2 separate regions of the Macaca mulatta genome follow, and region 1 is linked to region 2. Evidence: chromatin contacts called from public Hi-C data. All regions are on one chromosome and are shown on one strand. The core of a region is the stretch at or near the end of the contact, and the rest is flanking DNA. Distances in the headings are between cores, read along the strand shown. Region 1 holds the start of MAP3K9 (mitogen-activated protein kinase kinase kinase 9). Region 2 holds the start of MED6 (mediator complex subunit 6).

Region 1 (2,700 bases), core at 65-2,564, 220 kb before region 2:
CCCTTGCTAAATAAATAATGTCTATTCCTACCACTGAAGGGGAAAAGGTAACAAAGCTTGGTAGAGATTGGGCTAGATCTGCACTGGCTTATTTAGAAATTTCAGAGGACTAGGTGAGGTGGTCAAGGCCTGTAATCCTAGCACTTCAGGAGGCCGAGGCAGGTGGATGACTTGAGCCCAGAGTTCGAGAAGAGCCTGGGTGACACAGTGACATCTCTCTACAAAAAATAAACAAAATTAGCCAAGCGTGGTGGCACATGCCTGTACTCCCAGCTACTCGGGAGGGTGAGGTGGGTGGATTGCTTGATCCTGGGATATTGAGGCTGCAATGAGCCAAGATTGCGCCACTGCACTCCAGCCTGGGCAACAAACTGAGACCCTGTCTAAAAAAAAAAAAGAAAGAAAGAAAGATCAGAGAACCTTTCTTACTGGAAGTCAACGTTGCCACGATAGGATTAAAGCAAGAACAAACATTATGGGCCTCCTATCTCGTTCTTAATGTTCAAAATGCAGGGTATAGCAAAAGCATATAGGAAGAGGTCGTCCTGACTCATGAACTCAACATCACTTTCTACGTTTATTCTGCTTTGGTTCTTCTTAATCTGACCTCTGTAGACTTCACCACGATCCAAGGTGTAATTCCAACAGGCAAAAGAAGCCTAAGGATTGTCGAACAGTTGGGTCCCTTCAGACAGACAAAGCCCAATTCATGGCAGCGTTCCCAGCCCCAGGTTGAAGCCCAGTAAGGTGGTCTCTTGCCTTTCTGAATTCTGAAAAAAGAGTGGTATTGGAATCTCTTCTTACCAGAACCCAGGAGAGGGAGAGCTGTGGTGCAGTCTTCCTAAAGGGGAGAACCGTAGTTTTCAGAGTTCTTCTAATGAACATCTCAATGGGCCTAAAGGGCTTCAATAGCAGATGAAAGGTTTCGGGGTGAGAATGGGCGTGGGCGAAGCTGATCCCTTTAGGTTGGACTAAGGCAGAGCCAGATCCAAAAGGGAGAATCCAACTGTAAAATGACCTGGGGAAGAAAGAGCTCTTTTGGGGGTGCAGCCGGATGAAGAACACCAGTGCTGCTCAGTGCAGCCCCTACCCATCCATGGCAAACAAAGGCAGCGGCCTCCTTTCCAGCCTTTTAGTTTGAACGAAGGCTCAGTATTACCTTTTAGGATCCACCCTTCCCTCCTAACGCACCCAATGAGGCCAGCGCCTCTTCCTGCCGGGAGGAGCTGAACTCTCCCCAGGAAACGGACAAGTGCCGCGGGCCAATGGTGGGAGCTGCGGCGGGCCAGTGGGCGGGAGGAGTGGGTCCACCTGGGTTTGAGAACCAGAGAGCCCACAAAGGGGGAGGGCACGATGCGACGGCGGCGCAGTGGGTAAGAGGAACCTGCGAGGCTGCCAGCTAGGCTACCCCAACTACGGCGGAGGAACCGGGGACTGGGCGGCCACAGCCAATGGGAAGGCGGCGGGCGCGGGGCGGGGCGGGCGTGGGGCGGGGCCCCCTTGGGTCCGCAGGGCTGGGGCGGGGCCAGGCCTGCGTCAGGTGGTCCCGGCGAGCTGGCGGTGCGGGGGGCGGGGCACGGCGCGGCGCGGCGCGGAGAGGAGAGCTGCGGCCGGCGGGCGGCGGCGGCGGCACCGGCTGCGCGAGCAGGTACCGGCGGCGGAGGTGACGAGGCCGCCCCCGGGGGGCGAGCGGGCAGGCGGGGACTTGGCCCGCTGCGCCCCTAGGCTGCGCGGAGCGCTCGCGCTCGGCGCTCTTCTAGTACCGCGGCAACAGCGCCGGCGAGCCAGCTCTCCCAGCCCCGCCAGCCCGGGCCCTACCTGCGGCCGCCGTCGTGGGGGGGGGTCCTCCCAGCTCTGCGGAGGCGCATGAACAATAGGCGGCGGCGGCTCCTGCGGGCAGCGGCGGCCCCGCACCCTATGGATCGGCCGCTCCATGGAGCCCTCCAGAGCGCTTCTCGGCTGCCTAGCGAGCGCCGCCGCTGCCGCCCCGCCGGGGGAGGATGGAGCCGGGGCCGGGGCCGAGGAGGAGGAGGAGGAGGAGGAGGAGGCGGCGGCGGCGGGCCCCGGGGAGCTGGGCTGCGACGCGCCGCTGCCCTACTGGACGGCCGTGTTCGAGTACGAGGCGGCGGGCGAGGACGAGCTGACTCTGCGGCTGGGCGACGTGGTGGAGGTGCTGTCCAAGGACTCGCAGGTGTCCGGCGACGAGGGCTGGTGGACTGGGCAGCTGAACCAGCGGGTGGGCATCTTCCCCAGCAACTACGTGACCCCGCGCAGCGCCTTCTCCAGCCGCTGCCAGCCCGGCGGCGAGGACCCCAGCTGCTACCCGCCCATTCAGTGTAAGGCGAAGGCGGGGCCCGGGAGCCGGGCGGGGAAGGGGAATGATAGAGGCCTGGGGGGCGGTCGGGGAACGGGGGAGCCCTGCGCAAGGGCCAGGATGAAGGCGGGGGGATGGGGAGGAAGATTGACCTGGGTGTGGGTGGCGCGCGCTTGGGCTGCCCGGGCTTCGCTTGGTGCGCTGGATAAGCTCGAGACGCCGCAGGCCCTGCCCGCACTTCAGGCGCTTGAGCTTCTTCACCTTCATTTGGCCACCTCAGCAGTGGCTCCCAAATTCCTTATCCTGAAGTCCCAGCCTGAGAATTTGCCCGTTTCCCACTCCCTTCCTCCCTTACCGCGCCCACCCCCCCGCCCGCATTCCCAATC
Region 2 (2,700 bases), core at 111-2,610:
TTCCTAATCTCCTTCTAGCCTAATCAAAACACAAGGAAACAAAAAACTAGAAAAACAAAAAGCTTTATGTATCACACTTTTTATTGGACACGATACTCCTCCTTTTGGCAATGTCCTCCCACTAGGCTCCCAAACAGGCCCTCCTGAAAATTTCCTTCCTGAAAAATTCTCTCTCAAAACTCTACTCTGTGCATGCACATACTTCTGTTGGGACACCTATTTTATACATACTATCTCAGGCAGAAAATTCCCAAACTGAAATGTACAAGCAATGTACTTTTATTCTACGGAGTTTTAAAAATTTTGAATTCCCTGTCTATGAGGTTCAAAATCCCAATTAAATTTATGGTCTTCCCCTCTTGCTCCTGGGTTGTGGTTAAATTCTTGCGGAGTCTTCACAGTGCCTAAGTTTTGGAGAAGATGTAGGCACCCGCCCACATCCCTCCTTCAGATTTTGGCATCCTCTTCCTAGTATCTACGTGTTGTTTTCATATTTCTGTATCATTTTGCTTTTACAGAGCCACACTGAAGCTTGAGAATCTGAGGCTTTCTGTGGCTTCCCCGTACACAGAATCATTCCCTCTTTGGAGTCCTGCTACCTACTCCAGACTACTTGGAATGCAGACATTCGCTCATTACTGTGGGACCCAGGGGTATTCCCTTTCTCTTAATCTTATTAATATTTCACTTCAGAAGCATTTCCTGTGCTGTGAAATTTTTCTCAGAGGCTTAATTGGTTTAGAGTTTTAATGGATTTGGTCACAGAAAAGCCAATGACTCCCAAATTCTTAAGTCCTGTCCCATCCCAATACCTGAGGCAGGGAGAAAAACATAAATGACCATCGTTCCTAAATCTGATAGCTCAGTGGATACACCCGAGGAGCTTTTAAAATTAAGAGACGCTCCCAAGCGTAACTGTACAGCATCAGAATTTGTTTTCCTGACGATCACAGACGATCAAGACAGAATTATTCCATCAGTGGTGGGCGTGGGGCGGGACTCCACTCGGCCTTCCTGTCCTCTAAAGTCTTCTAATTTTTTCCCCAGTAATCCGTCCTCCCATTCTCCTTTTTTGGCCCATCCCTCTCCTCCCAGTCTTTCCCTGCTGCCCTGCACCAACCTTTCTGCGTCCCGTCCCCCCATCCCCCCACCCCACCTCGCGTTTCCCGCCTCCCCCGCCCCTCCCGCTTTCTGCCCCCTCCCCTCCCACTCGCACCTCCCAGCCCTGCCTCTCTCCCGCCCGCCCCGCCCCGCCCCTTCTTCCGCTCTACGTCCCTCCTCACCCATGCGCACTCTGTTCAACCCGCTGCTTCCGGCGGCCTAGGCTTACGTTTACTTTGCGCCGGAAAGAGAACCTCTGAACGCTTTCTGAATTATGGCGGGGGTGGATATCCGAGGTATAGTCTATTGCTATGTTTTGTCTCTTGATTGTCTATGGACTAGTTTGGGATGTTATAGCTCGCACTTTCAAGGTTTAGGTTCCTTTGTGTGAGGTCTCAAGCTTTTTTGAGTGGTTTTTGTGGACAACGCAAGGCTGTGATCTAGCAAAACGTTGACGAGTTTTTTTTTAAGTTCTTGAAACGTCTCTTGGAAGCGTCGGAGAGAAGGGGTTGGAAGAAGCTCTGGGCCTTGAGCCTTCAGAGCTGGAGTATTGTTCTTCACACGTACCTCTGCGACAACATTAGGGCTATTCTATTGGAGTGAAGGAATGGCCTTTAGGCAGAGGAGGGAGTGGGGTAATGAGCCAACTTGATTTGATTCATCTCTTGGGACTTGGCATGGTGGCTGCCAGATTCTTTAGATCGCGCGCCGCGGGTCCCTGAGCATGAATCCCAAATATTTTCTATTGTAAGGTTTTTTTGTTTTGTTTTGTTTTTTTTTGAGTCGATAATACTTTACATCGAACATGCAGCAATTATTATGGCCAGGAGTCGTATTTTTTTCACAGCTGAACTGTAGAGGTACTCACATACTGAATCAGTCAGTGAATAAATGTATGGAGATGCCCCCGCTTAATTGCTGCTTGATCTTGGGGAGCACGTAGAGTTGTTTTTGTTTGTATATACAGTACTTGATTTTTAAAGGGAAATGTTTGAGATGCCTTTTTTTATATATTAACTGGATTGGGGTCTAACATATTTATTACAAATATTTTCATTTGTAGTTATCCGGTGATCTTCAGCACTTCTGGATCATGATTTTACATACATGTCTTTCATTATAAGTGGGCGTTTCAACTGCCTAATTTCATCACTTGCTGATTGTTAGAATGCTTGGACTATGTCAACATGTTGCCTTGCTACAGAATAAAAAAGAAACATTTAGTCTATCAGACTGTTTTCAAATATTTAGTTTGTAAAATGTTTTACTTATAATTCGGATTTGTTAGGATCATGGCAAAGACTCTAAGAGTGTGTTTGGTATGTTAAAGGAACAGCAAAGAGGCCAGTGTGGCTGGAGGGAAATGAGAGAGGATGTGGTAAGGAGATGAGGTCAGAAAGGTGTTGAAAGCCATGATAAGGTCTTTGGCTTTTCCTCTGAGTAAAACGGAGAGCCATTGGAGGGATTTCCATCATAGGAATGATGTGATCTGATTTTTTTTTTTAAGGACTACATTGGCTGCTGGGAACAGTGTAGGAGGACAAGGGTAGAATTAGGAAAACCAGTTAGGAGGCCTGAAAATGTTATTTCCTGGCCTAT

What was found. A called contact is a pair of places that touch in the nucleus more often than the background predicts.
Region 1: a Hi-C map of fetal cortical plate shows a contact between it and region 2, with 2.5 times the contacts expected there. The contact joins the promoter of MAP3K9 here to the promoter of MED6 in region 2. A contact is called at or near these places in 2 of 14 Hi-C or Micro-C datasets (fetal cortex germinal zone and fetal cortical plate).

What each region holds. Positions count from the first base shown.
Region 1 is chr7:143,956,799-143,959,498 of T2T-MMU8v2.0, reverse strand. It overlaps MAP3K9 (mitogen-activated protein kinase kinase kinase 9), which reads left to right and starts at 1,314. Exons shown (of 12, transcript XM_077941331.1): 1 at 1,314-1,373. LOC144330357 (a long non-coding RNA gene) reads right to left here and starts at 1,157. Exons shown (of 2, transcript XR_013396426.1): 1 at 1-1,157.
Region 2 is chr7:143,740,822-143,743,521 of T2T-MMU8v2.0, reverse strand. MED6 (mediator complex subunit 6) reads left to right here and starts at 1,360. Exons shown (of 9, transcript XM_077941325.1): 1 at 1,360-1,397. The coding sequence starts at 1,376.